Linked DNA regions of Anser cygnoides: regions 1 and 3 are each linked to region 2. A link is a contact called in public Hi-C data. All regions are on one chromosome and are shown on one strand. The core of a region is the stretch at or near the end of the contact, and the rest is flanking DNA. Distances in the headings are between cores, read along the strand shown.

The links. Hi-C and Micro-C count contacts between places; a contact is called where the count stands out from the background.
Region 1: a Hi-C map of liver shows a contact between it and region 2, with 6 times the contacts expected there. The contact joins the promoter of RAB7B here to the promoter of IKBKE in region 2. A contact is called at or near these places in 2 of 7 Hi-C or Micro-C datasets (both in liver).
Region 3: a Hi-C map of liver shows a contact between it and region 2, with 2.5 times the contacts expected there. The contact joins the promoter of PM20D1 here to the promoter of IKBKE in region 2. A contact is called at or near these places in 3 of 7 Hi-C or Micro-C datasets (granulosa cells and liver).

The regions. Positions count from the first base shown.
Region 1 is chr25:4,677,727-4,681,133 of Taihu_goose_T2T_genome, forward strand. It overlaps RAB7B (RAB7B, member RAS oncogene family), which reads right to left and starts at 1,347. Exons shown (of 6, transcript XM_048070821.2): 1 at 1,077-1,347. The coding sequence starts at 1,088.
Region 2 is chr25:4,835,014-4,838,317 of Taihu_goose_T2T_genome, forward strand. It overlaps IKBKE (inhibitor of nuclear factor kappa B kinase subunit epsilon), which reads left to right and starts at 1,650. Exons shown (of 22, transcript XM_066983185.1): 1 at 1,650-1,812; 2 at 1,985-2,176.
Region 3 is chr25:4,640,326-4,643,560 of Taihu_goose_T2T_genome, forward strand. PM20D1 (peptidase M20 domain containing 1) reads right to left here and starts at 1,664. Exons shown (of 13, transcript XM_048070910.2): 1 at 1,401-1,664. The coding sequence starts at 1,626. It overlaps SLC26A9 (solute carrier family 26 member 9), which reads right to left. Exons shown (of 21, transcript XM_066983159.1): 21 at 2,370-3,235.

The sequences.
Region 1 (3,407 bases), core at 97-2,596, 160 kb before region 2:
AGCCTGGCGAACCCCAGCGAGGGGTGGGAGCAGCCGCTGGTCCCTGCAGCCTCCCTGCACCCCCCAGCACCTCCCTTTGCGACCCAAACCATGTCAGGGTGCTGTGCTCATGGCCCCTGGTGGTGCTGGGCACAGGACCCCCCCGCCCTGTGCCAGCCTGGCCCACGTCACTGCCCGGGGACCGGCTCCCCGGGAGCTGTAGCACGCCCGGACACGCTGCAGCAGGGCACGAGCTCATTTCCATGAGAAGCTGCTGTGGGAAACTTCCCCGGCTCCTCTGCCTCCCTCTGAAGTGCAGCCCCTCCCCAGAAACCTGACAAACGGGGGGGGGGATGTGGTCCTGGGGAGAATTATGAAGGGAAACTGTGGCCATAAATCCTTGCATGGGTGCCCTAAGCATTTCAGGAGCACCGCAAGAGACCCCCCCCCCGCCTGCCCCGGGGGGTCCGGCTGCTCAGGAGCCTGGGGGGGGGGATGTGGGTCCACAGCGAGGGGCCTGGCTAACAAACGCTGCCCAAGGCAAAGCCCACGCCAGGGGTTTGTGCCCTTTGCTGCTTCCTCAGCATCCACAGGAAGGGCCTGAACCGGGCGCTGGGGCTTTGCTTTTGATTTCTGCACGTTTCCACCCGAGCGGGGAGCACGGCTCCGCGCGCACCGGCTCCTGCGCCCCCGCAGCCCCCCAGCACCCCCTCCCCGGGGGGGCCAAAGCCCCCCGCAGCCCCCCGCAGCCCCATTTGCACAGCGGCACCAGGCCCCGCGCTGCCGGGAAGCAGCTGGCACCACTCACCCACCGGCAGCCAAATCCCTGCATTTTTCCCCGATGCGCTGTCGGGCTCCGCGCTGCTCCCCACGCACGGGGTGCGGACGGCACGTTGCCCCCCGGGGGGGGCACATCGCCCAGCCGGACCCCCCCAGCTCTCCCACCCACCCTCTGGCACCCCATCCTCGTTCCTCGCTGATCCCCGGCACGCACAACCCTCCCGTCTTTTTGCCAGCCTTCCCAGGGGCTGGGCTCTCCCATCCTGGCTCTTGGCCCAACGCATGGCTCCCAGGGGGCCGCGGGGCCGTGCACCCACCTGCCGGGGCATCGCCCGCTCGGGTGGCCAAGGCGCTGGGCTCCGCTCGCCGCCGCCCAGGCTGGGAAAAGGCGAAAGGAGAGGATCCAGGAAGCAGAGGCAGCCCCGGAGCTGGTTCCTCCTGCCTGCTGGAAGGCGGCTACGGGCCCCCGCGCCGTGACATCAGCACCGAGGGGCTGGGAGCCGCCCGGGAGCTGCGGGGCGGGCGCGGTGTTGGCTGCTGGAGCCAGCTCTTGGCCCCTCCGCTGGGTGAGCAGCTCCCTGCAGCATCGCTCCCCGCACGGGAGCTAGCCTGGACTTTGCTCGGACGCCGCCGATAGCACGGGCTGGGCCATGCGGAGGGGTTGGGGTTGGTGGGGGTGGGAGAGGGGCAGGGGTCTGTGCCGGTCTGGCCCCCCTTTAGGGGGGTCTGTGGGGCTGCGTCTCGTTTCGCAGGGAGGCAGAGAGGGGCAGGGTTTGGAGCAGGAGGGGTCGCAGCGCTGCTCACTGTGCTGTGTCCCTGCAGCCCGCTGGGCACTTGGGGGCTCTCAGCCAGCACCCACGGGTGCTGCTGCCACCCCACGCACACCCCAGAAGAAGGGGACAGCAGCAGGGACCCAAACTGGTGTCAGCCCCTGGACCAGGACGTGTGTGCAAGTCACAAGCAAGATTTTGGGGCTCTCCTTGCTCAGCCAGACAGAGCTGCCGCCGAGGGAGCATCCAAGCATCTCTGCGAGCACTGAGACACCTCCCCACGAGCATCATGCTGGTGGCTGCGACTCCTCAGCATGAGACGTGTCCTACAGGGACATCACGAGAAACCCCACTGTGCCGCGGCTGCAGAGCCCTGCTTGGCTGCCGGGAGGGATGCAGGCGTGCAAGGGCAGGTCCCGAGCATTTGCCAAGTGTGCAACAGGATTCGGGGCTTCTCCACCCTCCTGCGTGAACCCTCCTGGCTCCCTCACCACGAACAACAGCCACCAGCTCCTGCATTTCTGCCGCCTGACCTCATGTTTTGGCTCTGTTTGCTAGCTGTCTCACGCGGTTAGGGTAAATTCGGGAGGTGTCTCCTGGTCGGGGCTCTGCAGTGATTCATGCTCAGCAGGGCAGGAGCTTCCCACGCGCAGCCTCGCAGGGTCTCCGTCAGGGGACAGCCCCTAACCTGCTGTCCCCTCTAGCTGCAGGTGCTGCAGATGTCCCTTATGGGATCTACGAGAAGATCGCTGTGCTCAGCAGGACAAGTCCTCCTCCTCCTTCCCAGGTATAATTCTGGGACCTGTCTGGCCAGAAACTCTGCTTTTCCCCCATGGGGTAGGCACGGATAGGAGCGAGGAGGAGGTGGGAGAATTACCTGAGCCAGCCTGTGGGCACTTCTCACCGCTGGTGGATAAAAAGGCTGATGTTCCCCTAGAGCAGCTCTCTCCCACCTTCTCCTAATCCCTGTTTTCAGTCTCATTGCGCTGCTTCACCTTTGCCCTTGCAGCAGGGCCCTGCAGCAGCCGTTGCCCCAGGTCCCTCTGTGCTCCCCTCGCCACGTGCCCGCCCAGCCCAGGATGGGGGAGGCTCCCCCTTTGGATGATCCGAGCCCTCCGTGCCGCTGGAGATGGGTTTGTGGTGCATGGCCCCAGCCGATGCCCCCCTCCACTTCTGCTTTCAGGCAGGAGGGGCAAAACCGATTGGGGGGCCCAGCCCAGACTCAGTGGCAGCTCCGGCTTTTGTTTGGTTTCCCATTAAAAAGGGATTTTCCCCAGTTCCTGCTCTGCCACCGCTCCCCAGAGCGCAGTGGGCTCCAGAGCAGAGGCTGTGGCGAACGGCCCGGCAGCTTCCCCGGCTGCTCGGGGGCTCCTGCAGCCACAGCTGCTGCCCTTTCCTGCTTGCTTCACCCACGGTCAGCAATTCTGAGGGAAAAGCGTGGTTTGTGTGCCCTGTGACGAGGAGGAAGGGCTTGCAGCTAGGAAACGATGAGGCACGGGCCGGGGACTGCTGCGTTCAAAGGGCGCATGTGGGCAAGGAGAGGACAGGTCATCTGCTGCTGCCAGCAGAGGCCGGTGAGAGTGAGGGAAGGGGAAGAAAGCAAGAGGCACCCAAGCGACTGAGCTGTTCACTAGGGGCTGCGCAGCCACCCCTGCTCTCCAGGGACAGCCCGCTGCTCCTTACTGGGATGGTCGGTCTTTGCTGGGGCAACATCCCCTGAGCATCAGCCGTGTGTGGGGAGCAGGGCTGGGAAGGACCCGTGTCCACCTCCCTCGTCTGCCCTCCCCGAAACCCACTGAGAAGATGTGCACACAGGGCAAATGGCACCGGGGAGGTCCTCCTGATGGAGCCCTGGCTGTGCCACCTTCCAGCCAGCGT
Region 2 (3,304 bases), core at 400-2,899:
AATCCAGATGTGCTGTGCTGGAGGTGGGCTGGGGCTGGCCGAGCCCCCGACTCCTGGGGTGCAGCAGCGGGGCTGGGGGCAGCCGCGCGCCCCGTGCCCCCCACCCGGGCACCTCCAGCTGCAGGCCCCCACTTTTTGGGGCTGCTCTGGGCCACCCGTGAGGCTCCGGGATCAGTCCCCTGGGTGATAACGGATCAGAAGGGGGGAGCCCCCTCCCTGAGCCCCCCTTGATTTGCAGGGGGCAGGCTGAGGGGTGCTTTTATTTCTTTTTTTTTTTTTTAATAACCACGAGCTAGGAAGTGGAGGGACATAATAGGGACAAACGATTGTGGTTCTCCAGCAGCGCCGAGGAGGATGCTGTAACACCCTTGCCCCCTTCCGATCGTCTCCTTTCCCCCCCCACCTTCAGCGCAAAAAAGGGGGAGCGGGGTCGGGGCTGCGGCCCCGGGGAGGGCGCGGCTCCCCCCGACCCCCCCCGCCGCGGGGCCGGATCCCTGCGGGAGCTTCGGCATCGGTGGGGCTCTGCTGCCCCCGCCTGGAGCAGGCGCTGATGGCTAAATCCTTCCTCCTGAGCTCCTTCCCTGCTAAAACCCTTCCTCCCGAGCTCCCTCCCTGCTAAAACCCTTCCTCCCGAACTCCCTTCCTGCCAAAATCCTTCCTTCCAAACTCTGTTCCTGCTAAAATCCTTCCTTCCCAATTCCCTTCCTGCTAAAATCCGGTCTCCTGAATCCCTTTCCTGCTCAAACCCTTCCTCCTGAGCTCCCTCCCTGCTAAAATTCTTCCTCCTGGACTCCCTTCCTGCTCAAATCCTTCCTTCCAAACCCTCTTCCTGCTGAAATCTTTCTTCTTGAACTCCCTCCCTGTTCAAATCCTTCCTCCTGAATCCCTTTCCTGCTCAAATCCCTTCCTCCTGAGCTCCCTTCCTGCTCAAATCCTCCCTTCCCAGCTCCCTTCCTGCTCCTGCGAGGAGCCTTGCTGCACAACCGACAATAATCCTTTTGGGGCGTTATAAAGTATTTTAGTTATTTCCTGCCTGCCTTTACCCATCAGCAGCCCAGCTCGGCTCATTGTCGGTGAAAGCTGAACCCACGCGTGCGGGTCAGAAACCTGAGAAACACCTGGCAGGGGGTTATGGCCCTAAAGCCTCCCTTTCGGTTTCTTTTTGCAGCAGGGAGCCGAGTCCCACGGGGGGCAGCAGCGGGGTGGGAGCAGGCGAGGGGCGCGGGGTGCCCGTGGGCAGCTCGGGAAGAAATTTCGGCATTTCCCTCGGCGGGTTTCACTTCGCCTCTTCCTGGCCTTAACGGCGCTCATCGGCGCGGTTTTGGTGCAGGCCTGAGACGAGAAACGAGCTGTGGTTTTTTTTTTTTTCTGCGTGGGGAAAGGTTTCCGAAGCGTCCCCAGCCCATCTCAAAGGAGGCTGGAAACGACTTTGCGAAGTCGTCCGTCCCTTTCTCTTCCCGTTAGCTGAGCTGCAGTGAGGTGACTCTGATCTCGGCGATGCGGCGCTTCGCTTCTGCGGCCGCCGTGACCGCCGCCGGGCCCTGCTGGCTCAGCACCGCGCCGCGGGCTGTGGGGCAGCCTCTCCCGTGGCTGCGAAACGAAGCTCGGCCGTAATTAGTGAGCGAGTTAGGCGCAGGGTTTGTGTGCAGAGCAGTGAAGCATCGCATCCTTTCTTTGCACGCATCTCGTGCTCACAGATTCAAACACTGATGCAGGCTTCGTTCCGCCAGGAAAGCTCCTAGACGCATCCCCGTGAGCCTAAAGAAATTCCTGACAGAGGGACCCGGGCTGCTGGTGCTGAGGCTGGGCGAGGTGAGGTGTGGGCACTGGAAGCCAGAAAGTGAGCAGGGAAAGTGAGCCGGGTGTGCAGGCAGTGGCAGGGTGCCCTGAGCACCCCCCATCCCGCACCGTGCACCCCTCATCCATCAGCTCCAGGCCTGGGCTGTGACCCCCTTGCCCTCCCCGCTGCCTTTTTCCCCAGCAGGGCCAGGATCTGAGCATCTGGGGCTAATTCTGGCCCCTCTCTGGGGACACCCCACGGAGGCACCGCTGAAGCGTTGCTGCGTGACCGAGCCCGTGTGCATGTGGGGCCGGTGACGCTGAGCCCCGCCACGGCCTCCCTTGGTTTTCCCTGCTGAGACGAAAAGTCCTCGATCTCCTTGATCGCTGAAATACGGTGAGAGCGACGCTGGAGGTGCAGCTCGGGAGCAGCCGGGGCTGGGGAATGCCCCGAAATCTCCCCTCCGCCCTTTGCTCGCTGCCGAAAGCCGCTGGCAGTGTTTGCAGGCGCTGGGGCCGGGCCGGATCTGGTGCTTCACACACATGGGGGGAGGGTTTGCGGCTGGGGAGGGAGGCAGCCTTGTTTGCTCTGTCTGCACCTGCTTCCTCTCGCCTTCTCTGCGCTTCTTTGGGGCAGCTTTACCTGGGGCAGGCTCAAAGGCTCCTGCGGGGACAGGGAGCTGCTGAGCTCTGCGGTGCTGGCACAGCCGGGAGGGAGCTGGAGCTGGGGTCTGCAGGAACACCCCCGGGGAACAGGAGAGGCTGGGGTGAATGAACGTGGTTGCATGGATAATTTTGTGGTCCCAGGGTGCGTGGGCACCGCCGGAGCCGTGCGGCAGCCGCGGCGTGGCTCGGCTGCCGGGAGCACGCTGGGCTTGCACAAGCAGAGAGGTTTTGGGGCAGGGCCGGAGGAGCTGAGCTGTCCTTGCAGCTGGGTGTGGGAAGCCTCTGGGACCTGTAACTTCTGCAAAGCAGCTCTTGGAGACGGACAGGTCGTGATAAATCCATCTCCTCACGGAGCTATGGAGAAGAGTTGGAAAAAGACCAGCAGCTGCAGGCTTCTGTGCTCTGGAGAAGCCCCTGGTGGGGCTTTGAGCACCCGGTGGCTCCGTAAGCAGAACAGTGCCAGCAGCCCACCCTGAGCACGTCCCCACGTGCAATACTGCAGCCCGTGCAGCTGGGGCCAGCACTGACCCCTCAGCACCAAACAGGCACGGCAGGACCGTGCCTGGGAGCCTGGCACCGCTGACGGAGGCTGAGCACAGCCCCTGGGCACGCATCCTGCTCTGCCTTTGCCTCCCGTCTGCCCGCCCCAGGCAGGGCTGGGTGCTGGCCGGTGCCCAGCGCTGTTTGCCTTCAGCAGAGGCTGTCCCAGCCCCGGCCTGGGGATGGCTGCAACTCTGGGAATTTTTTTTTCTCGAGCAGGAAGCTGAAGCATTTCCTCCTCCAGCCGCAGCTGATTCTCGCAGAGCGAGTTTTGCAATCCCATAGGTTTCTATTCTCGCAGCGGGGAGGTGCCTCCCTC
Region 3 (3,235 bases), core at 414-2,913, 190 kb before region 2:
AATTGGGAGCTGAAGATTCGTTTTCCATAGCAAGTCAGGTGGTGATGTCAAGGTTGTTACAGTGCCTTCTTTCACGCTGCTCTAACCTCTTGTGATACATAAACAGAAAAGTCTTCTGGTGCTCTGACTAGCCTGCTCTCATTTAACCAGGGCCAGACAAGGCTGCTCTCCAGCACCAAGTCACTGTCCTACAAAACGCAGCTGTAACTTTGTCCCAATCACAGCTGCCTTTCGTAAGAGTATCTGTCAAGGGTGGTTACAGATTCTTTTCAAGGCGGTGTTACTCAAGAAGCAGAACAAAAATAATATCCCTCTTGTACTCTTGTGTTTCTTGATTAAAAAAAAAAGTAAACAGAATTTGCTAGGCAATAGATCGTCCAAATCAATAACACACCAGGTTGACAGGACCCAACCTCTATTTGAGCAGCCAGCGACTACCCCCTTCACGCCAGATTGCGGCTTTCTGCAGAATGGCCAGCTAAATAGCCTCAAACTCCTCTGCAGAAGGCAGCGTGCTAGGGAGAACAAACACACACCGTGACGTTACAGATGGGCTGCGTGCCGGGAAGGGGTGTGCGAGATCTGAACCATAAATAAATAATAGAGACTATAATTAAAAAGTAAAAGAAGAGAGACTCATTTTTCCAGCGGACAAGGAGATGTCTAGCAACTGCCACCACGGGGTGCCTGGAGCAGGCACGAGGGGGAAGTGTGAGAAATAAGTTGTGTGTTTTTGCAATAGAAGGTGTTTCTTGCAGTGCAAATTTCCACTAACCTTGCATGTTCGAAAGTGATTGTGCAGGCATGGCAGGGGCAGGGCAGTGGGGAGGATGTTAAACAGACGAGGGAGAGGTCCCACTGTCCCAAAATAAGGAGGAGAGCACAGAAAAACAGGACGAACAGGGCGAAATCAGTAAAAACAAAAAATCACAGGCCCTCTAGTCAGGAGAGAAGGAAAAAAAAAAAGGAAAAGGAGAAGTTAACGGTTGGTCAAATAGAATTGCACATATATAGTATAGGCATAAGCATCGAGTAGGTTGTGAAGCTGCAGTACTGAGCCAACGAGGCACCAGGGGAGGAGCCAAGCGCCGGGCAGTTGGGAATACCAGCTTATGATCTACTTTTGCTTTTTATTCGCCACTGCAATCGCGAATAAAACAGCTCCACAAAGAGCCCGCCTGAGAAAACTGCTGAGGCACTTCTCACCGAAGCGCTGCGGGAAACCGCCACGGTGACAGAAAGCTGGCGTTAGGAGAAGGGCCAGCAGGCGGCCCGAGCACGGGCACTGCTTCCCCCCGGCCCCGGGCCGAGCTCGGCACACCGGCGAGCGGCAGCACCGCCACCCCCTGCCCCGGGGCCGGGCCGCGGGGGGCAGCCGGGAGCCGCCGGGGCCCCCTCACCTCGCAGCGCCTCCTTCAGCTCCAGCCGCTCGCCCGCGCTGAAGGCGGCGGGGCCGCCGCCTCCACGCCGCGCCCACAGCCGGGGGAGCGCCGGGGAGGGCCGGAGGTGGGCGCGGAGCAGGACGGCGGCCGCCAGCACCAGCACGGCCCCGCACAGCCCCAGCCCCGCGGCCCACGCCGCCGCCCGCCGCCGCCTCCTCCACCCGGCGCCGTCGCCGCCCGCCATCACCGGCGGACTCCGGCCCTGCCGCCGCCCGCCTCGCTGAGGGGAGGATGGGCGTGGCCGCGGGCCAATCGGCACGCTCCGGCCCCAGAGGGTGGCCAATGGGAAGGGTTGTCCCGCCCCAAGCTTGCCGCGAGGTGGCTTGGGAGTTGTAGTCCCGCGCCGCGGGGCGTGTGGCATGGCGGAGGGTGGGGTGGGGGTGTTTCAGTCTTTCTGCCCTCGGTGAAACGTGGTATTTTTTTGTGGTGAGGGGATGTTTAGGAGCTGTGGCTAAGGGTGTCTGCTGCTCGCTGGGTGCTGAGGGCACGCTGCTGCAAACAATGGGGGGTGTCTCCTCACCCAGCCTTGGTGCCAGGGGGCTGCTCCCAAAAAGGCAGGCGTTTGGGGAAAAAAAGGGTGATTTGAGGAGTAATCCTCACCGAGGGACAGGCCCACTCCTGACAGAGGTTCAAGCCACCTGGTTTCAAAATCCCCACAACCAGCTCCAGCAACATGGCCCTGGATTTAGCAATTCTTGTCTTCAGAAGTTTTTCCCTGGTGTTCAGACCCATCTCATTGCAGCACTGTAAACGCATTACGTGTCACCCGGCTTCACCAAGAACATTTGTTCCACCCTTCTGTACAATGGTCTTGTACTGAATATAAAGATTTATCCCATCTTTCCATGGCATAAGCATTCCTGAAGGGTTAAACGCCAGCTGGGAGCTGACACGGAAAGCCTGTGCTCAAATAGCAGAAGAAGCAAGTGATTGTTCACACATTCTTTATTATCAAAAAAAGAACAAAACCAATATTAAATTAAATAAATTACAAACATTTTGAGCTGGTTATACATCATGCATTTATCAGGTAAGGCTTCAGAGCCGTTACACATAAACATAACTGTTATTTTAAGAGCAGTAAAGGGACACTGGAAATTAAAATTTTCTACCCCAGCATAAATTTGCGCTTCCCTAATTCTTTTGTCCAGGCACATAGAAATGAAGACTTGGAGCTGGCTACATTGTGCCTCCAGGAATATCATCTGTCCTCTGATGTTGCATTTATTGCCGGAACTGGCCCATGGCTACAGAAACGAGGTATCATTCTTCCTGGGCCATCGCGATTGCAAAGCGTGTAGTCAGTGCTGCTACTTGCAAGCCATCTCTCTTGACATTCCACCCATTATGCTTGCAGGAACTTCAGAAAATACAATCTGTTTTTATACATGGTCTGTTGCTCTGAGGCTTCCTGGGTTAGGTCTGGCAGGCCCTGAGAAATCGGTCTCCTATTACTAACCCTGAATGAGGAAGGGGAAATTGGAATTTTTCCTCATGTGAAGCGATGCTACCTCAGAGATACAGAAATATTGATTACTTACTGTGGAATAACTTCTTCCATTGCATCAATTTCTTTGTTGCCTTTTTTTAAATGAGCAGATAAAAGAAGCGCTCAGGCAGTAGCAAAAAGACCTTAAGTAGTCACCCTCAGAGACAGTTTAAGAGAATTCAGCTCTTGATTGTAACTTGTACAACAAAACACAGTTCTGGAAGAATCACTGCTGTCTCAGATCAAAATAAGTACTATTAGTAGGTGGTTTTTTCTTTTGGGAAACTAACTTTCTTTGGTTTTA